Linked DNA regions of Mus musculus: regions 1, 2, 3, 4, 5 and 7 are each linked to region 6. Evidence: chromatin contacts called from public HiCAR-type, HiChIP or PLAC-seq and promoter capture Hi-C data. All regions are on one chromosome and are shown on one strand. The core of a region is the stretch at or near the end of the contact, and the rest is flanking DNA. Distances in the headings are between cores, read along the strand shown.

Region 1 (2,700 bases), core at 108-2,607, 770 kb before region 6:
CACAGAGAGTTAAGTGCCTGGCCCCAAAGTCATGTAGCAGGTTGAAGAAGTCCTAAAGTTTGGTGCCCACTGAAAACTATTAACCTCTGTGAACACATCCTAGGACCTAGTTTGTTGGAAGAGCAGGAAGGAATTGGGTGCTAGAGAAGGCTACTGAAGAAGCGTGGGGGTTGTTGGGGAAACCTTGTAGGATGGGCAATCTGTGGGGTGGGAGAAATTTCAAAGAAGCCTTAAAAGCACCTGGGGTTGTATCAGAGCCAAGAAGTGGGGTAAGCAGGAGGTTCATGGGTTTAGACAACCAGGTTCCTGCCAGGGCCTCCCACAGAGTGTAGCTCCTGGGATGACTGGGGAAGAAGGCCAGACCGCAGGAAAGAAAAGCTAGAATGAGGCTGGAACAAGTAAGAGATATGCGTCTCCATTTTAGAGGAAGTCTACTTCGGATGAGATGACATTACTAGGGCGATGGCTTGCGGGCAGGGCAGGATCAGGACAGGATTAGTTTAAAAGGGGGCATCTTGAAGTGTTGGTAGGCTTGAAGCAGAAAGGGGACGGTGGAAAGAAAGAACGGATTGGAGTTCTCTGAAGCAGGCAGGAAGTTTGGCTAGAGAGCAGGACGGGTCTCTCACCAGCTGTGGAGAGCAGAGCACAGGGGCTGGAGCCAGGCAGCAGCTGTGGGAAGAAGTAGGGGAAAGGGAAGGAAGGATGGCTACAGCTGGAGAGCAACAGAATACCCAGGAAGAGGGAGGGCAGGGACTGAGCTGGTTAGCCTCTGTGCCAAGAGGTGGCGTTTAGATGAGGGAGGAATGGTTTTGAGTTTGTTGTTAGCCTCCATGAGATCTCCAAGGGACCTGATGCTGGAGACCTGAGGCAGGCAGCAGATAAGAGGGGCTGGGTTGCAAGAGAACCTAACCTGAGCCTCTAGGTGCTCAGAGCAGCAGTAGGGGAGAGTGAAGTTGCTCTGGGTATGAGAAGCAGGGGTGGAGGTGGGGGTGGGGGTGTAGGGAGGCAGGACTGGGAAGCTGCTTCCGGAATCGACCCCAAAGGAGGACATTGAAAAGCTCACAGACAGGCTACTTCAAGGGTGACAATCACAGCGACTAGCTGGCTTTGCTAACGACTTGAATGAAAATACATTTCATAAGCATCCTAGAGGCACGCACAAACAGGAAAATCTCCAGATTGGTAGCCCCCACCCCAACCCCAAGTCCTGAAATGTCAAAGTGACTGGGACAGATTAGAGAAAGATTCTGCCAATAAGCAGAAAAGTGACAGGTGAAGTTAACACTACAGTATAAAGTGACAAACTCGATACCATCATCTAGGCTTTACTGGCCGAGAGGATAAATCCTGAGCGCTTGGTGACATCTCAGTCAGCAGCCACATCGGAGGACTTCAGAGTCAGAATTTTTCACGTGGGGTCCTGATAGTGTGAGGGTTCCCGGAAGCCGGGTGAAGGGGCATGGGCAGAGGGGCCGAAGGGAACAAGGGATTCTCAGAGGTGGGGTTTCTCCCAGGGTATCCTCAGATTCCACCTCGCTGAAGAAATTACCCTTGACAAGCAAAGGATGGAGACTCTGGGGCCTTGGTTTGTGATTTTCACCATCAGATGTCTCTTGGGTGAGCATGCCCAGACTTCTCAGCAAAGATTGTAAGTCTTCGGAAGAGGAGAGGGCTGTGTGCAGGGCTCCACACACAAATGGGCAGGCTCTTCCATCATTCCCTCTGTTCCCTTTTCTCATCTCCAAATTAGTGCACAAAACCAAACCACTTGGAAAATTAACCAGTTGATCGACCGTTTATTAAAACGTTTGTGGAATCCCTTATCGAGGCTCAGAAGCCTTTGAAGTAATGGCGAATGCTGGGTGGAGATAAGATGTTAGTGGGTGGTAACTTTGATTTTCCTAATCAACTTCACGATTTCCTCTGGCCTCAATATTACATTTTATTTCCTGAACTCTAACTCCGCAGAGCTGCCACTTTCCCACACTCCTGATGTCCCCAAGCCCAGAGAGGTTCGTGCATCTTCTACAGCCCTCACTAGTGGCTCCTCGTGTATGTCTGCAAACTCTCAGGTCAGCCTTGCATTTAGGTCCCCCTCTTTCCCAAATTTCCCACGTCTCAGGTCTCCTTGCTTTAACAACCCCTTAAGGTGCTTCCCAAGTCGGCAGAGCCCAAGCGCATCACACCGGGCCATAAAGGGAAGATCACAAGTCCTCAAGAGGAGCGGTCTGTGCAGGAATGCACAGAGGAGACTGTCCCAGTGTCCTCAGAGGCCCCTTGCCCCTTATCCCTCTCCCCTTGCCCCGTATCCTGCGCAACCGCATTGGCCTCGGGATCCCTATTCCTGCTTCCAGTCCTGGGGAGAGGGTCTGGGGGTGTCGCAGCCTGAGCCCCGCCGCGCGCGCAGCCCCGCTCCTCCCCGCGCGCCCCACTTGTGGCCCCGCCGGCAGCTTCGCAGGGACAGCTGCATTTCTCGCCGCCCGCCGCTAGGAAGCCGGCCTCGCCTCGCTTTCTCCGCCTCCCGGCGCCCAGCCGCGCCGCCGCGCCACCAAGCCGGGCTGCCGCTGCCGCCGCGGGACCGCGCCCCTCCCCCGCCGCCCGACCCCAGCGGCCCCGCGGGAGCGGACGCGCGTGCGGTGCTCGGTAAGACCCCGATTCGCTCTCGCCGCCCCTAGCGCGAGCTCGCGGGCGCCGCGCTCC
Region 2 (2,700 bases), core at 144-2,643, 700 kb before region 6:
TTCACTTCTACCATGTGGATCCTGGAGGTGGGACTCAGGATGTTAGAGGTGGTGGCAGGTGCCTATACCCACTGAGCTACCTCACTGGCCTTATTTATTTATTTATGAGACAGGATTTTACTATATAGACCAGGGTGGCCTTGAACTCACAAAGATCCTCCTGCCTTTGTACCTTTGTGCAAGGAATAAAGGCACGCACCCACCCCACACACATACTTTAGTTTTCTGTTTTGATCCTGGGTTCTCCCAGTATCAGCCCATTTAGCATTCATCCTGTGCTTACAGGTATGAGCCACCACCCATGAGCTTAACACAGGAGCTGGTTGTGTTATGAATGTCTGCAGAGCTTCATCAAAGTTGGAAGAGGGACTGGACTCCTCAGGGCTCCTTTTATGGCTGCTAAGTGTCAGGGCAGGGATGAAGGATGGTGCCCAAGGGCTGGCTGAGGATCTAGGGCCAGATCTGCCCGTGGGGGAGGGATCTTAACTTCCTTTGGAGTCCTTTGCCCTGGTGCCTCACCCTCAGACACATGTGGCTACAGACTCGGTCACTTGTGTTGATGCAGGAGAAGGAAGAGTCAGGCAAGGTTCTCCTCACGAAGCAGCGCAGATCCACTTAGATAGAAGGAGGGGTTACAGAGGCGTTGTGCCATGCGCTAGTCCTGGGTATGGCCTAACCTCTCACCCTGCTAGCTCTCCAGACTGGAAACCATGTCTCCTCCTAGCAGAGAGTTTGGGCGTCTTTTTTTTTTTCTTCTTTAAATTTATTTTTCTTTATGTGTATGTGTGTGCACCTCTGTGTATACCATGTTTATGCAGGTGCTCACAGAGACCAGACGAAGATTTTGGATCCCTTGAACTGGAGTTTCAAGTGGTTGTGAGCCAGCTAATGGATGCTGGGGACTGAACTCTGGTCCTCTACAAGAGCAGCAAACTCACTTAACTGCCTAGCCATCTCTACAGGACACACCCCGCCCCCTTTACTCCCCACTCCCCCGCCCCTTTCTCCTTATCCCCTCCAGCACTTTCAAAAAAAAAATCCTCGTGAAAAAGAGATGACTAACAGAGGTAAGGGACCAACCCAGGTCACACAACAGGGCGTGGCAACAGTGTTTTTCCCTCGGGTTTCCCTCCTCCCGCCATGTCCAACCTGGCCTCTTGCTCTGGTTGCTGCGCCAGGGTTAGAGAATGGGCACAGGTGTAGCTGCCCTGCAGTTCTGGGGGCTCTGGGAATGAGGCAGGCTTTGTTGTCGTCCGAGCAGCTGTGACCGTTGGGGCTGAGTATCCATTAAGCCGTTTCCGAGCCCTGGGCGGGAGCAGGAGGCTCGGCATTTAAAGGTCACCCGGCTTTTGAAGCTACAGCGACATTAATAGCTTGTGAAGAAAACAAGCCTGTGCAGGGGCCGGAGGACAAGGCGGCTCTGTCAGCGCTGCCCCTCCTCCCCAGGGTGCTTGGCCACACACATGCCGGCTCGGGCGCGGGCGCGCGCGCGCGCGCGCGCGCGCACACACACACACACACACACACACACACACACACACACACACACACACACACACACACACACACACACACACACACACACACACACACACAGACCGTAGCTTCTACCTCTTGCTCATCCACCTCTCCCTCCTCCCTTTTCGAGCCTCTTCAGTTCTGATGCCTTAGAACTCGGCAGACTGCCCTGCACCCACCCCCACGGTGTCCGAGGTGACAATTGTATGAGGAGGCGGCTGCCGAGCCCAGCAGCTTCTCTGTTCACACCGCGTCACCCACTTAAGGTTTCCCTGGGACTTAGCCACATGACCTCATTCTGACCCCTCTGGCCCTGGTATCATGGAGTCTTGCTGAAGCAGTCAGCCTGGGCCCCCCTTCTCTTCCCAGATGGGTAGGGTACAGATGTCACCCTTCAGGTCTGATAGCTTGTCTCGAGGCTCTGCCGCAGCACTGGCTGCCCAGGATTCCCAGTCCGGGTAGGCACTGGAGGATAAAATGCCTTGGGTGGATTAATTCCATCTCCTGAGGAGAGAGCACAGAAAGTGGTGTCTTGACTGCAACCCCAACCCCCACCCCCACCCCTTTCTGAGATGCCTGTGCTATCCAGTGGCTCTTCTGTCCTCCCGTCAGTCCCAAGGGTGGGGGATGGGGCACAACAAGGTTCTGGGAGGGCAGCTGCGGTTAGCCCTTTCCCAGGAGCCGCTGTGGCCTGGGCCCTGGGACACCACCTAGTGGCCTGGTCTGTTGGTGTCACTGGGCTATGCATGGTTCTTAGGCAAGAAATGAGTCCCTTAAGACTATTGCAGGTGGACCAGATGTTCCAAACGCTCCTCATCCACTGACAGAGAGGAAGTCTGGGGTAGGTGGAGATGAGAGAGGGAGAGGGAGAGGGAGAGGGAGAGGGAGAGGGAGAGGGAGAGGGAGAGGGAGAGGGAGAGGGAGGGAGAGAGGGAGAGAGGGAGAGGGAGAGGGAGAGGGAGAGGGAGAGGGAGGGAGAGAGGGAGAGAGGGAGAGGGAGAGGGAGAGGGAGAGGGAGAGGGAGAGGGAGAGGGAGAGGGAGAGGGAGGGAGAGAGGGAGAGAGGGAGAGGGAGAGGGAGAGGGAGAGGGAGAGGGAGAGGGAGAGGGAGAGGGAGAGGGAGAGGGAGAGGGAGAGGGAGAGAGAGGGAGAGAGGGGGAGAGGGAGAGGGAGAGGGAGAGAG
Region 3 (2,700 bases), core at 156-2,655, 750 kb before region 6:
GGACATTGTCCTTACTCTACCCCGACGGGCTGGGTACCTATAAGGAAATCGACTCAGCCCTGTGGGGCTTGCTTTGCTCTGCTCTTGAAAGACTCTCTGTGTGAGCATTTTTATACCAAGGGGGTGAAAACTGAACAGCTAGGTTTGGGCCCTTGTTCTTCACTTACTGGTGATGTGACCTGTGCAGACTTCCTAATGGCCAGTGTTTCCTCCCCTCCTCTCGGGGGTGTGGTGAGGATCACAGGAAACGGGTGCTCAGTGAATCACTAATATTATTATTAGAAACCAAGGCCACAGGGCTAGAGAGGGAGCTTGGCTAGGAGAGTGCTTCCCTAATAGGTACAAATCTCTAGGTTTGATCCTCACAACCAAAACCCCACAAACGTGGGGAAGTAGAGGCAGGAGTTCAAGTTCATACTTCCTCATCTCTATGGAGAGTTCCAGCATGGCACGTAAGACGTCTGGGAGAGAGACAGCAAGACAGAGGAGAGAGAGGAAGGGGAGGGGGAGGAAGAGGAAGGAAAGGAAGACGGAGACCAATTCCCAGATTGGACAGATGTAGTCCCTCAGACGGGCAGGAGCTAGAGCAGGGGCAGGGGCAGGGATAAAGAAATGGAGAGACTGCCACAGAGGCAGCCTGGGCCTCTCAGAGGCTTCGAACGAGGATCTTCCTAAGAACCTGGCCCTGTCTGGGGTGTGAGTGCTGGGGTGGACACGCTGCCTCAGCCCCTGGAGCCAGCTCCAGCCACCTGTCATCCCAAGCCTGATCCGTTCCCCTGCCCCTCCACTGGAGCCTCCATGATGGATCTTAGGGATGACTGCAGAATGCTGGAAGGTTCTAGGCTCTTCCTTTCCATCCTGGGTCAGGTATAGGAGGCCTCCTGTTGGACACGAGAGCATTTCCGTCTTGAAGCTGCAGAGCTCGGAGTTTTTTTGTTTATTTTGTTGTTTTGTTTGGTTTTTGGATTTTCGAGATGGGGTTTCACTATGTAACCTTAGCTGTCCTGGAACTCACTCTATTGATCAGGCTGGCCTCAAACTCACAGAGCCATCTGCCCCTGCCTTCTGAGGGCTGGGCTTGAATATGTGTACACCACTGCCTGGTTTTTGTTTGTTTGTTTGTTTGTTTTTTGTTTTTTAGATGAAGACGCCTTTTGGACCACAGAGCAGTTTAAAGGCAAAAGTATGCTAGGCCTCTGCTTCTGAGGAATTCTATTCTCACTCTCAAGAGCCCCACGGAGCCTCCAGGGTCCAGCCCTGTCCCCTTTCCTCCTTGCCTTTGTCCTCTGGTCCCTGCAGTCAGCAGCAGCAAGCTCTGTGGCTGCCAGGTCCAGACTGAGCCTCAGGACAGCCCCTCCCTTTCCTCCCTCAGCAGCTGGGGCCTGGCCTCCACCCACCTCTCTTGGATCCAGGCCCCAGTGATAATGAATTACATAAATAAGTCATTCCCATTAGCAGCACAGCCAGGCTCTGGCCCAGGAGGCAGGGCAGGTCCTGAGGCAGTATGGCTCTGGCGAGCTGCTCCCCAGCACGGTGGCTCCGAGCCCTGAGCCCTGACATTTCTGCTTGGTGTCTCAGGGAGGGGCCTCCATCCTCTGGTCCCTTCCGGTGTTAGGTTTTCAGTCTAGAGGTTCCCCAATTATCACCTTCCAACAGCCATAGGGCCTCAGGACAGGTGTGTTTGACAGTAGTTGGGACCCTAGAAGGGGTTAGAGTTGGGGCGTCTGGTGGTTTAAGCTGCTCTTCTGGGCCTGCCTAGGCTTGGCTGGCAAAGGTGCTCAGTGGCCATGGCAACCCTTGTCTGCCGGCAGCTCCAGGCAAACACTGGCTTTCAAAGGGGGCCTTGTTCCCTGTGGGAGCCTTTTGGTTTGCTGGGCCTTTCAGACCTGGGGAGGAAAAGGAAGACAGAGAGAAGGGGGGCTGGGGGGTGTCGCTGCCTGGGAGAAGAGCACACTCCTGCCTCTCCTCACCCCCTTTGCCCTGGCCCCAAGCGTATTTCCTGGAGGCCACTGTTTTCAGACCTGCTGCTGGAGAATGAAAGGAAGAGTGAACAGAAGAGTGTGCCCAGTCTCCAGGCAACGGGCTGTCTGTGCCGTTTAAAGGAGAGAGGAAAGTCACACACACTGGGCACCTTAGTGTGGGAAGTCCTGTGCTGATGGCGTCAAGCTAGCCATGGCCACCTAAGCAGATTCTTTGCTGGGTATCGAATATGTAACATGTATAACACTGGAGCTGGGAGGTAGCCCTGTTGCCTAACATATACAAAGTTTACTACCCAGCTTAGCATAAAATTGGGTATGGTGGCACGCATGTGTTCTATCAGAGCTGGGGAGGGAAAGGCAGGAGGCTCACAATCTCACGGTCATCACTGGCTACTTAGGGAGTTAGAAGGGAAAGAAACTTGGGCTGCAAGGGGGTTGGAGAGAAAATGAGAGGAGAAGAGAAGAGAGGGAAGAGAAGAGAGGGAAGAGAAGAGAAAGAGGCGCTAAAGTATTCATCAAATGTGAGGCGACCACACTGGCAGTCTACACTCCTGTGCGAGTGTGCCAATGCCAGTAGATTCAGGAGAAATGCTGATCGTGGGCTTCGCTGCCTTTGCAGGGGGGCTCAGTTCCAGAATTCTCCCCTTTCACGTTTTATTGTTATATTCCTAATATATAAAAAACAGGAAAGCTGGAGCCAAAGAGATGGTTCAATTGT
Region 4 (2,700 bases), core at 164-2,663, 880 kb before region 6:
ACCTCCACGAGGCTTGGGAAGAGAAAAAGGCTGATGTGATGAGACCTTTCTAGAAGAAAAAAAAAAAAAAAAAAACAATGTCACCTGGTGGCCTATTCCAGGTTCCCACTCAGAAGGGGGCAGTGTTTACAAATCCAGAGGTTGGGGGTGGAGCCTGGCTACAGACAACGAAGTATGAAACTGGCACCATTTTGCCAAAAAAGCTCACCTGCTTCACCGCCTCCTCCCCAAAGTCCGAAGGATCAACTTTGTCACAGTAATTAAAAGCTATCTTACTCTCTAACAGAGAGAGCCTACGATTACATAATGCTGGTCTTGTGACTACAATGCCACGATTCTTCACCCTTGGCCCCTCAGGCGTCGCAGAAAGGTGAGGCCCAGCCCTGGCAACCCCTATCCAAGGTACCAGTGAGAAAAGGCTAGGGAGCCAGACGCCCAGCGATCCTTTCCTAGGGAGGTGGGGGGAGGGGGCGGAGCTGGGCCTCCAGATAAAAGGATGGCCAAAGGGCCCCAAGCCAGCTTCCTGAGTCACGAGCCAGGAGCTCCTGTGAAAAACGCAAAAGGAGCACTCCAGGACAGTTCTCAACCTCTGTCCCTGGTCTTGCGACAAAAAAAGAAAAAAAAGGGGGGGGGGGCTAAGCCTCCAAATGACACGGACCGCCCTGCACCATTCTTTAACACGTACAAACGTTATTGCCTCGTTTCGGATTTCCAAAGGGACCGTAACCCCTCGTCCCAAAACACCGCCCCCACCATCTTTTCCTCTAGCGGGCAGGGACCCCCGAAGGGCAGCACCTGGGAAATGAGAAAGCATCCACCTCCCCGCCGCCCTCCGGATCCGCAGGCCGCAAGCCGGTCCTCCGCCCTCCCCCGCCAGGCCTGGAGAGGCGCCGGAGTGACCCGGCGACCTCGCTGCAGGAAGGACGCCCCGAAGGGTGGCGGCGGGAGGAGCCGCGTCGAGCCCGAACCCGCACTGGCTGCCCGCGCTCCCCGGACCGGAGAGGCCTCCGTGCACCACGGCTGGCTCCCCTCCCCGGGGCTGCGGGGCCTCCAGCCAGGGCACGAGGGTCTCCAGAGCCTGGGCCGAGTCGAGCGAGGGCTGCCCCCCGGGGCCCCAGCTCACCGTCACGCAGGCGAGTCCGCACAGGCCCCTGGGGAGCAGCGCTGGGCTGAAGCAAAGCTCGAGCAGGGGCGGTGTCCCCTGGGCTCGTCCTGCAGCAGCAGCCGCTGCCGCCGCGGTATCCCCCTGCTCCCGCAGCCCCGGGGCCGAGCGCTCGCACTGCTGGTCGCCCTCCGAGCTTCCCCGGACGCCCGCGCTCCGCCTCGTGCCACCCGGCCGACCGCCTGTCTCGGCTGATACCTCGCCGTCCGCTCCGCTCCGCCGCTGAGCGCGGCCGACGCGCGGCCCTGAAATAGAGCCCCGCCCCCGCCCCCCTGCCGCGCGCGCCGCCGTCCGCGCTCCCCATTGGCTGCGCCCGCCCGGCCCCGCACTGCGGGCTTCTCCCCGCGCCGCTCTCGCTCCACATCTTGTTTCGTCCCACAATGCCTCGGGGCGGAGGAGGGGGTGGGGAAGGGGAGCTGGAGAAGGTGGGGGGAGGGAGCCGTGGCCTTAGGAGGAGAAAAGAGGACGCATACCCTGTCTGCCCAGGCCCGGAGAGGCCTGACTCGGGAGGAATACATTCCGCCCAGAAAGGAAAAGGGAGAGAGGCGTGGAGAGTCCAGTGCCAAGGAAAAAAGAATGGAGGGATGGAGATTTCAGACTCAGGAGAGAAGGGTCCCAACTTTGGAAAGAGGCAGGATAGGGTATTAGAAATCACCAGGGACAGAGGAAAATTCATTTCCCTAGGCTGGCGACACTTGAGAGAACTGTCAAGCCCCATGGTGAAATAAAGGCAACAGTCCTCAAGACCCCCCCCCCCCCGCGCCCCTGCTTTCACATTCGCTTTTGCTTCTAACTCAACCTTTGTTCACGAATCTTGAGACCTTTCTGCCTATCCATAGCTGGAACCCTAAGTACACTATCATCAAAAATACCGGAGGTACAGCCTCTACCGTTCGGGTATGGCCTTTGGGGGATAGAGGTGCGAACCATTTCTCGGGGACTCCTGTATGAGCTGTGAGGTATCTTTTAAAAAACGACTTCACCCATAGCCCTCAAATATAGACAACACACTGGGGGGAGGTGTCACACTCCTTTAATCTCAGCACTTGGAAGACTGAGGCAGGCAGATCTCTGAGACAGCAGCCCGGTCTACAGAGTGAGTTCCAGGACAGCCAGGGCTACACAGAGAAACCCTGTCTCAACAAGACAAAAAACAAAGTGTAGACAAACACAGATTCAGACCCCTTGCCAGGTCAGCTCCTTTAGACCACACATGGATGGCAGCCTTTAAAGTTCAGGAAGCAAACATTGGTGTGTGTGTGTGTGTGTGTGTGTGTGTGTGTGTGTGTGTGTGTGTGTGTGTGTGTGTGGTGTTACAGAAAAAACATCGGGATTTTTCTTCCTAAGCTTTCATTCACAAAGGGGCTATCTAAAATCTTCAGTGGGAGGTCAAATATTCTGGCCTCGGTGGACGTTAGGAAATTGCCTAGCATAGCTCCTGTGTTCACCTCTTTCTCTCCCCTCACCTAAACCATGAGAAGTCAGACTAGTCCTGGCCTTAGCCTGCCCTGTTTGGGAGTATCATAATTTAGTGTTCA
Region 5 (2,700 bases), core at 115-2,614, 840 kb before region 6:
GCCTCAGATTGCATTCTCACTTAGGTAGGTATGATGGTGTGCTGCTGTTAACTAAAGCAGGGAGATCACAAGCCAGCCTGGGGCACCCAGGAAGACCCTGTCCCAATGAAAGAGCAAAATATCCCCTTTCAGTCTCTGTCTTGTGTTGTCATCTTCCCAGTAAACAACACACAGACACACACAGACATACACACAAACCCAGACACACCCTGCCATTCTTTTCCCTATCCACCCACTCAACCCAAACCTTTGATAATTTGTCTGGTCTTAAACCTGCACATCTTCACTTCCTGGAAATGCCCTCAGTCCAGGGCAGCCTGGGACTGGATGTCCTCTCGTGATGCCCCAGTCCCCCTTCATCCTTTCCACAGTATGCGTCACTGTTGTGCTGCTCTGGGTTGGCATTGTGCCTCAGAGAATCCTCAAAGGATGAGACCCAACCATCCCTCACTCCAAGCCGGTGCCCCAGGGGAATGATGTCTTGATGAATTACAACAGCCTTAATGTGCCTTGGGCAACAGCAGATGCTGTGGACTGCTTCCGAAATACCTCCCACAATCTGAGTTTGGACATGAGCTCTCCCAGTGTTGGTGCTGTCTTGGGAAGTTGTCTTGGGGTGTTGCTGTCTTGGGAAGTTGCCAGTGCTCAGTATGAAGGACCATGAAGGGGACGCCCGCTCTGGCTTCTTGCCTAAGCTCTCCGCTTTCCTGATTAGCCTATAGGTTAGAGGCTCCCATGGATCTCTCTCCCTTAAGTTGCTTCAGTCAAGCACTTTGAATAACAAAAGAAATGACTGAAAAAGAAGCTGCAGCACCAGACCCAAGAATGCCTCCCTGCTGACAGCCAGGCCTGAGGGTTCTCGGCCCAGCAACAGCGATGTGCATTTCTCTCAAAGCCAAGAAAGAAGATCTGGGATCTCAGGTTGTCTTTCCCCCTACATTCATCCCTTCCAGAGTCCTCAAAATAAACACGAGAGAACTGTTCCAAGGACTATAACGGCTTCATGCATATATTTATTGACTCAGGATTAAGTACCCCCAGATTTGGGAAGGGTTCCCCTCCCTGGCATATACTACAGAGACCACCACTGCCACAGTGAGTACTTTTGTGCCTGAATAAATGTTCACAAATGTCCAAAGAAAGGCATCCGAGAAAAGCAGCCAAGGACTCGGGAGGTCGACAACTCTTCTGACCCCGTGCTCGGCTCCTTCAGGCCGGGCCTTTTTATTCTAATCAAGAGACTGCGGGGACGACGATTAGCTCATTGAAGGCAAGAACAAAGTCCTGGCTCCCATTCCCGCTGCAGCCCAGAACTGGGCACAGTGGGAACTAAGGAAGTCCTGTATAGACTGCATTGGGTGCACCAGGCACCCCTCGAGAGGGAGGAGGAGGGAGGGGAGGATGGAGCATCGACTGCAGCAGTCTCTGGGCTACTGGAAGTTCTAATAAAAAGCCTGCCAGATCTTTAAGGAGCGCTCCAGCGCCAGCAGGCTCTGATTGCTCATTGTGTTTAGTTATAATTAGCAGCCCATTCTGCGATGGCAGAGCAGGCAGTGAGCAGGAGCAGGGAAAGGCTGCCGCCCTCACAGCCACCAGGCCCCATCCCTGGGCTGCAAAACCCAGGCTCCTCCACTTCTAGCCTTGCCTACCCCGCATCCTCAAGGCTGGCTAACTTTGACCACTGATTCTGAGCCAACCCCAAACCCCATTCATATGCCCAAGGGGAGCTGTCTGCTGATTAAGGAAGAGCTTGGGACACTGGGAAGTAGGGCACACCTTTAATCCCAGCACTGGGAACACAGAGGCAGGAGGATCTCTGAGTTCAAGGTCAACCTGGTCAACAGAGTTAGTTCCATACAGTACACAGAGGAATCCTGTCTCAAATAGGAGGTGGGGGAAGAAGAAGAAAGGGAGGAAGAGGAAGAAGAAAGGGAGGAAGAGGAAGAAGAAGAAAGGAAGAGGAAGGGCTTGGGCTGAAAATGAACAACCCAGGTCATCAGTCTTGATGGCAAGTACCTTTATTTATTGAGCCATCTAGTGGGCCCCATGCCTTCCTTCTATCTCAGTTTCTATGTGACTGTGTGTGACTTGTCCCAGCAGAATGGTCTTAACTATTTTAAACTGTGACCTTTGAAATAAAGCTTATGTTACATAGTGATAGAGAACTCACATATGTATACGCCAATAGGAAACAAGTTTCATGAAATACTTATTCAGACCCTGCCTGGCATGGCAGTGGCACACACTTTGATCCCAGCATGTGGGAGGCAGAAATAGGAGGATCTCTGTGAGTTAGAGGCCAGCCTGGTCTACACATTGAGTTCCAAGATAGCAAGGGCTCAGAGCTCTGTAGAGAGAATCAATCTCTCCCTCTCTCTCTCTTTCTCTTTCAAGAAGAAGAAGGAAAATCCTTATCCAAATCAAGTGTACTGCATATTCCAGCTTGTGTGTACAGTACATAATAATCTATATGTGGTATATTATTACCCTGAGTTTTACTTCATAGAGAATAGCCTTGAAGTTCTGCCCAAAGTTCAGTACATACATCTGAATTTATGACCCAGCATTGGGTTGAGACCAGTGGACAAGAAGAGGCCAGTTATCTCTTACATTATAAATTAAAACTGTTCAAGCCCAGCAGTGGTGGCCTACACCTTTAATCCCAGCACTTGGGAGGCAGAGGTTGGTAGGATTCTTAAC
Region 6 (2,700 bases), core at 56-2,555:
ACAGGGCGTCTCAGAGGTCCCTTCTGCACAGCCCCTGACTATCAGCACCTTCCCTCCCGGAGAAAGGAAACAGGAAAAGATAGGACACAGCAGTAGTTGACACCAGAATGTAGGCTCCTTTACGCGTATGGAGGCTTCTCTACGCAGGTTTTTACCTATAACCCTGGCAAAGTCCCCCCATGACCCCTGCAAAGTCCCTCCAGATCACTGTCCTGGGACGGAAAGAAAGGTGGGGCGCGACACGTGACCCTGGACCTCCCCACCCCCGCAAGAAGTCAGCGGGCACCTCTAGCTAGAGGTCTCCCACCTCTTAGGACATGCTTATGGGGCCACAAACTCTAATTCCCTTCGGACACCCAAGCTCACGACCTCCGGATCCTAATTGGTCTTATGGTCTCTCCACCGCCAAAAGGTTTGGGACCTGTCTTGCATCCCATTCTCCCCGCTACAACGGCAGAGTCCGCTCCAATAATTCGCGGCACTGAACTCCAGGAATTGTGTCTTCCTGCTCCGGTTTGCCACCACTGCCGGGCCAACCCAGAGTCAACTGGGCCCAGCAGTTAGAAAGTTAGGAAGGGAAGGGGTCCCCAAGGACCTCCTCTCCCGCCTTGGGCACTGGGTCCTTGGCAGAGACCGCCCCAGTGCCTCCTCTCCACGCGTAAACTGGGTACACACGACCTTTGAAAAGTAAACGCTAGCGAGACTAGACGACCTTGGTTGGGACGCGCTCGGGCAGGCTACCCAGAAGGGTGAGCCAGCATTGGGAAAGTTGAGGCGCACCGGAGCGCCCGGGGAATTGCGCCCTCACCTCCATCCTAGAGGCCAGTGACGTGAGGGGGGATGGGAGGGGAAAGCAGCGGCTTAAAGCAGCGCCCCGAGCTCAGCGCACGCGATCTGTCAGCAGCAGCCCTGGGACCGGGAAAGACCAGCGGGGCGCGCGGGTCATCAAGGCACAGACCCGCCCGCTTGACAGCAGGCGCGGTGCACAAGGCTCTCGGTCCCCGGAGTACCTGGCGCGCGCGTCGCACCCTGCACCTGCACCCCAGGCTCCCCATCACCCCAACTCGTTCTCTCTCCGGGCCCGGCGGGCGGGTGCCCGTGCCAGCCGTCACTTACCTGCTCCTGGGCGACCGTCTAGGCACTCAATCCTCCCGCCACCGCCCCCTGGCCCCCCACCTAGTCCAGCGGCCCTGCCCCGCAGCGCTGCACGGCGCTTCGGCCGCTCCCCCACGTGCTAGCCCAGGCCGGGCGAACACAGAGACATTAAATACTGAGGACGCGCAACGACGTGCCCGCGGCGCGACGCAAGGCCCCGCCCCTCGCCCTCGGCTCCCTGGCGTGCCCCCCTCGCCCGCTCGCTCTCCTGCGCGTGCGCGCCATCGGCCGCTCCCTCCCCCGACTTGCGCGCGCCTCTCTCCCAGCTGCGCCAAGAGGGGCGCGGTCAGGAGCTCTCCGCTGACATCCCGGAGCTGTACGGGCCCGCCTTGCTGGCGCTCTCGCGAGAGTAACAATATTCACGGCGGGCATGGGAGATGGCCCCTACGTCCCACACTCGGGCTGGGGTGGGTTCCTGGTGTCTGAGTGCTCGGCACAATGAACTTGGCTCGCACGGGGTCTCTGCTTCTTCTCCGGGGAGAGGTGTCAGGCAGGTTCCTGCCTTGGGATGGTGCCTCTCCTGGAAAAGGTTGCTGAGGCTGGTGAGGGACGATGCTACATTGTTCCCCTTGCCTAGGAATCTGGCTTTCCCGTAACCTTGCGAGCATAGCATAGCTTTTCGAGTATAATAGGTGGCCATTGGTTGATCAGTAATGTGGATACTGTGTAGCCCTCAAGGGCAAGTTGATTTCTCATTTTCGCAACTTTAGTGATGTCGAAGGGGCTTTTCTCTAAATGATCTGGGGTTTTGCAAAGTTTGCCTTCGAAGAAATGGTCACCATGAGTCACTGCCTCCCCCAACGACTTGAGAAAACCAAACTACCTGCAGATAATTGTATCCGACGGAGGTTCCACTTGCCAACCAGCCCAGCTCTGATCCTTAAAACCTAGGCACTTTCCTTTACTTGCTTATTTATTTTGATATTCTGAGACTGTGTCTCATGTCTCACGGCCTCAAGCTGGGAAGTTCTAGGTTGACCTTGAACTCCTGATCCTCCTGCCTCCACCTCCCTAAGTGTTGGCATTACAGGGCACTTTCAGTGCACATTTTTTGAACGAAATATAGGAAAGGTACCATACTAAGAACCAACCATTACTTGGGAAAAATCTTCACTGGTGATCAAATGTGAATTTTAAGTTTTAAAAAGAGACTATGCATACTGAATATAATTTTGAGTATCTACTGTCTAACTCATTTATTTCTTTTTCTTTTTTTTTTTTTTTTTTTTTTTTGGTTTTTCGAGACAGGGTTTCTCTGTGCAGCCCTGGCTGTCCTGGAACTCACTTTGTAGACCAGGCTGGCCTCGAACTCAGAAATCCACCTGCCTCTGCCTCCCAAGTGCTGGGATTAAAGGCGTGCGCCACCACGCCCGGCTTCATTTATTTCTTGAGCCAGCACTTGGAAAGCTGAGGGAAGATTACCACAATTTCAAAGCACCCTGGGCTACAGAGTTGAGATCTCAAAGTACACAGCCCAAATTGTTTTTAAAGATTATTTTTATGCATATGAGTGTTAGCTGCATACATGTATATTTATCATTCGGG
Region 7 (2,700 bases), core at 141-2,640, 900 kb before region 6:
AGCAAGCCCAGGCTGGTCCGCCAGCTGATGAGAGACACGTGGCCCAGTTACCTAGGCCGCTCCAATCAACAGCCAGCAAACTCAGCAGTCTGCAGACTGGTGCCTCCCCAGCAGACCTCCCTCGCCTCAGGCCAACCTCAGAAACAGAGGGAACAGCTGCTGGTGTAAGGTATACGGTAAGATCCCGTTGATAGGTTCAGACTTCCACACAAGATGAAGAGTCGCCAACAGCCTTATCTTCTTGTCGAGCAATCAAAATAACAAGGCAAGAATCTGGGCACTGCGGGGAAGGCTAACGGATGACCACAACTGAGAGACAGGAAAATAAACAATGAGAGTCCCACCGTCCTGCCTAGGTGCGGATGAGGGGCAGCTAAGGAAGCCAAGGATTACTGAGCTCTGGAGAGTTAAACAGAGGCCAGAGGACCAACCAAGGTGGCCAACTGCTGGAGAGCTGAGTGCCACGTAGAGAGCAAGCCCCAGAGGTGTGCAGGGCCTCCGCTCTGGTATTCAACAGGACATTGATCAGTACATGTGTGTAACAAAACTATCTGACGCCCGAGAAAGGCGAGAGAGCCATAGCCACGTATTTCCTGCCTAGAGCCAGAAATAAGAGTGAGGGTGAGTATCCTTCCAAGCCTGCCTAATGAAAGCAAGGCCTGGAAGGACCAGACTGTTACCAGATAAGTGAGTAAGGGGGGACCTGAGTTCACTCCTCAGGATCCACGTTAATAAAAAATGGGACATGGTGACTTGGGTTTGTAACCCCAGCACCAGGCAAACCTCGTCAGGAGAGCTCCAGGCCAGTGAAAGATCTTGTCTCAAAAATCACAGTGGACGGACCGTAGAGATGGCTCAGTGGTTAAGAGCACTGACTGCTCTTCCAGAGGTCCTAAGTTCAATTCCCAGAAACCACATGGTGGCTCACAACCATCTGTGATGGGATCCAATGACCTCTTCTGGTGTATCTGAAGACAACTACAGTGTACTCCTATAAATAAAATAAGTACATCTTTTTAAAAAATCACAGTGGACGTTTCTTGAAGATAACCCCAGAGGTTAACCTCTGACCTCCACATGCACACACATAAAGTAAAAATACAGATGCAGTGCTCAGCAAATAACACATTCAATAAGTTACATTTCCACCCTTGCAAAAGCCTAGACAAAATGGCTTTTCCTAGCTGCACATCCGCTTAAGACTGTGGTTTAAAAGCCAAAACAGAGCGTTCAGGAGAGCATAATTTTCCAGGCTCTGGGAGTGGTTTTTAACACAAGAGTTCTGGTTCCAGCATGGCCTTGCCACCTGCGGCTCAGGTCAACCAAACCTCTCCGGCTCTGTGCTGCAGTATTCCTTCAGACCAGAAGATGGCGCTGCTTCTCCACGGGTATTCAAGTACATTCACGTTTTGAAGCTTGAGGGTTTGAGGGTTTGCATACCCAGGACAATGGTGCTTGCTAGGTAAAGCGAAACACAACGGAGGATGTGACCTCGTTTTCGAGAACCTTACATTGGAGTCATTACGAAATATGAAACTAGAACTTCTCCGGGTAGAAACGTCAGAAAGTGCTAGCTGCTGTAAAAACTTTCCTTCCAAAAGCCTAAGCTACTTTCCACAAGGCACACAGAGACCAAAACATTTTTTTTTTCAGGAGCTGGAGGGATGGCTCAGTGGTCAAGGCTGGCGGAGGATGAGAGTTCAGTTCTCAGCATTCACATAAGGCAATTCACGACCACCTGTAACTCCAGTTCCAATTCGGAAGTTTAGTCCATTATCATCATGACAGGCAGCATGCGGACAGACACGGTGCTGGAGGAGGAGGAGGAGGAGGAGGAGGAGGAGGAGGAGGAGGAGGAGGAGGAGGAGGAGGAGGAGGAGGAGGAGGAGGAGGACGAGGAGGAGGAGGAGGAGGAGGAGGACGAGGAGGAGGAGGAGGAGGAGGAGGTGAGAGGTCTACATCTGGATCCGTAGGCAACGGGAAGAGATGGTGAGCCACTAAGACTGGATGGAGCTTCTGACATCTCAAAGCCCCCCCGCCCCCCCCCGCCTCCCCCGCCCCCCCCCCGCCCCCAAGTAACACACCTCCTCCAGGGAGGCCACGCCTACTCCACCAAGGCCACACCTCTCAATAGTACGAGTCCCTAGGAGCCTCTGGGGCCATTTTCATTCAAACTCCCACACAACTGCAGATGGAAACCTAAACGTTAACCCAAATGTCTAGGGTTCTGTCCAAACGTTACAATTCCTACTTAGAAACCGGGTCTTAAAAGAAGTAGCAGGAAACCGAATCTGGCCCAGGGCAGGTGCTCTCGGGACATTTGCTAAAATGAGTGAAAGTTTCTCCTGCGTGTCACTCCACAACGCAATGGTTTCCATCTCCACTTTACAGGTGAGAAACCCAAGATTGTCCATAGGGGCCTGACTCAAACTTTGAACCTTTCTTTGTTTAAATGTAGGTGTGCTCTGTCTACCTGCCAGAAGAGGGCATCAGATCCCGTTTCAGAAGGTCATGAGCCACCAAGAGGTTGCTGGGAATGAACTCAGGACCTCTAGAAGAACAGCCAGAACGGTTGAGCTCCTGATCCAAACTTTAAACAGCCCAGAGGCAACACCCAGCCAGGCACGACCAGGTGTGATGGGCGTGCCCCTAATCTCAGCTTTTAGGAGATAACAGCCTTGCCCTCAGGTACACAGGTAC

Evidence for each region. Promoter capture Hi-C pulls out the DNA fragments that hold promoters and counts their contacts. HiCAR-type assays count read pairs that join an accessible place to other places. HiChIP or PLAC-seq counts read pairs in DNA pulled down with a chosen protein or histone mark.
Region 1: a contact with region 6 is called in an H3K4me3 HiChIP or PLAC-seq map of embryonic stem cells, with 16 read pairs. The contact joins the promoter of 2210416O15Rik here to the promoter of Akap1 in region 6. A contact is called at or near these places in 12 of 39 promoter capture datasets (3T3-L1-derived adipocytes, the C10 cell line, the HPC-7 cell line and 7 more), 8 of 115 datasets of contacts at active chromatin or transcription factors (embryonic basal ganglia, embryonic forebrain, embryonic stem cells and 5 more) and 2 of 9 other capture datasets (adipose tissue and embryonic stem cells).
Region 2: an H3K27ac HiChIP or PLAC-seq map of embryonic stem cells shows a contact between it and region 6, with 6 times the contacts expected there. The contact joins the enhancer-like site here to the promoter of Akap1 in region 6. A contact is called at or near these places in 2 of 39 promoter capture datasets (the C10 cell line and hippocampal neurons) and 8 of 115 datasets of contacts at active chromatin or transcription factors (embryonic basal ganglia, embryonic forebrain, embryonic hindbrain and 3 more).
Region 3: a contact with region 6 is called in an HNF4G HiChIP or PLAC-seq map of pancreatic cancer cells. The contact joins the enhancer-like site here to the promoter of Akap1 in region 6. A contact is called at or near these places in 4 of 39 promoter capture datasets (the C10 cell line, embryonic stem cells, liver and 1 more) and 3 of 115 datasets of contacts at active chromatin or transcription factors (embryonic stem cells, forebrain and pancreatic cancer cells).
Region 4: a contact with region 6 is called in a promoter capture Hi-C map of pre-B cells. The contact joins the promoter of Dynll2 here to the promoter of Akap1 in region 6. A contact is called at or near these places in 15 of 39 promoter capture datasets (the 3T3-L1 cell line, the C10 cell line, the HPC-7 cell line and 9 more), 4 of 484 Hi-C or Micro-C datasets (B cells, embryonic stem cells and reprogramming fibroblasts), 13 of 115 datasets of contacts at active chromatin or transcription factors (astrocytes, bone marrow-derived macrophages, embryonic forebrain and 10 more) and 4 of 9 other capture datasets (adipose tissue, embryonic stem cells, liver and 1 more).
Region 5: a contact with region 6 is called in a HiCAR-type map of embryonic stem cells, with 5 times the contacts expected there. The contact joins the enhancer-like site here to the promoter of Akap1 in region 6. A contact is called at or near these places in 5 of 39 promoter capture datasets (the C10 cell line, cranial neural crest, liver and 2 more), 7 of 115 datasets of contacts at active chromatin or transcription factors (bone marrow-derived macrophages, embryonic midbrain, embryonic stem cells and 3 more) and 1 of 9 other capture datasets (liver).
Region 7: a contact with region 6 is called in an H3K4me3 HiChIP or PLAC-seq map of craniofacial prominence, with 4 times the contacts expected there. The contact joins the enhancer-like site here to the promoter of Akap1 in region 6. A contact is called at or near these places in 13 of 39 promoter capture datasets (the 3T3-L1 cell line, the C10 cell line, the HPC-7 cell line and 8 more), 11 of 115 datasets of contacts at active chromatin or transcription factors (the 230-238 cell line, craniofacial prominence, embryonic basal ganglia and 8 more) and 2 of 9 other capture datasets (adipose tissue and liver).

What each region holds. Positions count from the first base shown.
Region 1 is chr11:88,096,701-88,099,400 of GRCm38.p6, forward strand. It overlaps 2210416O15Rik (RIKEN cDNA 2210416O15 gene), which reads left to right and starts at 1,358. Exons shown (of 4, transcript NR_045499.1): 1 at 1,358-1,428; 2 at 1,515-1,617; 3 at 1,969-2,052; 4 at 2,162-2,700. Cuedc1 (CUE domain containing 1) reads left to right here and starts at 2,446. Exons shown (of 11, transcript NM_198013.3): 1 at 2,446-2,643.
Region 2 is chr11:88,160,063-88,162,762 of GRCm38.p6, forward strand. The region is part of intron 1 of Cuedc1 (CUE domain containing 1); the gene reads left to right. Among named protein-coding and RNA genes, the nearest start is that of Mrps23, 43 kb to the right of the region's middle. Within about 2 kb of position 1,394, at least 256 of the 459 cell types and tissues checked have an H3K27ac peak or open chromatin away from gene starts, as enhancers often do. A contact at or near this core is called in embryonic basal ganglia, embryonic forebrain, embryonic stem cells and 2 more, where this site is marked.
Region 3 is chr11:88,117,571-88,120,270 of GRCm38.p6, forward strand. All of the region lies in intron 1 of Cuedc1 (CUE domain containing 1), which reads left to right. Among named protein-coding and RNA genes, the nearest start is that of Cuedc1, 20 kb to the left of the region's middle. Within about 2 kb of position 1,406, at least 235 of the 459 cell types and tissues checked have an H3K27ac peak or open chromatin away from gene starts, as enhancers often do. A contact at or near this core is called in forebrain, liver and pancreatic cancer cells, where this site is marked.
Region 4 is chr11:87,986,120-87,988,819 of GRCm38.p6, forward strand. Dynll2 (dynein light chain LC8-type 2) reads right to left here and starts at 1,414. Exons shown (of 3, transcript NM_026556.4): 1 at 1,124-1,414.
Region 5 is chr11:88,027,082-88,029,781 of GRCm38.p6, forward strand. No RefSeq gene overlaps it. Among named protein-coding and RNA genes, the nearest start is that of Srsf1, 19 kb to the right of the region's middle. Within about 2 kb of position 1,365, at least 60 of the 459 cell types and tissues checked have an H3K27ac peak or open chromatin away from gene starts, as enhancers often do. A contact at or near this core is called in embryonic stem cells and stem cell-derived epiblast-like cells, where this site is marked.
Region 6 is chr11:88,863,281-88,865,980 of GRCm38.p6, forward strand. Akap1 (A kinase (PRKA) anchor protein 1) reads right to left here and starts at 1,306. Exons shown (of 11, transcript NM_001042541.1): 1 at 1,117-1,306. All of the region lies in intron 3 of 4930556N13Rik (RIKEN cDNA 4930556N13 gene), which reads left to right.
Region 7 is chr11:87,966,446-87,969,145 of GRCm38.p6, forward strand. No RefSeq gene overlaps it. Among named protein-coding and RNA genes, the nearest start is that of Dynll2, 20 kb to the right of the region's middle. RefSeq lists an enhancer at 1-160. Within about 2 kb of position 1,391, at least 83 of the 459 cell types and tissues checked have an H3K27ac peak or open chromatin away from gene starts, as enhancers often do. A contact at or near this core is called in the 230-238 cell line and craniofacial prominence, where this site is marked.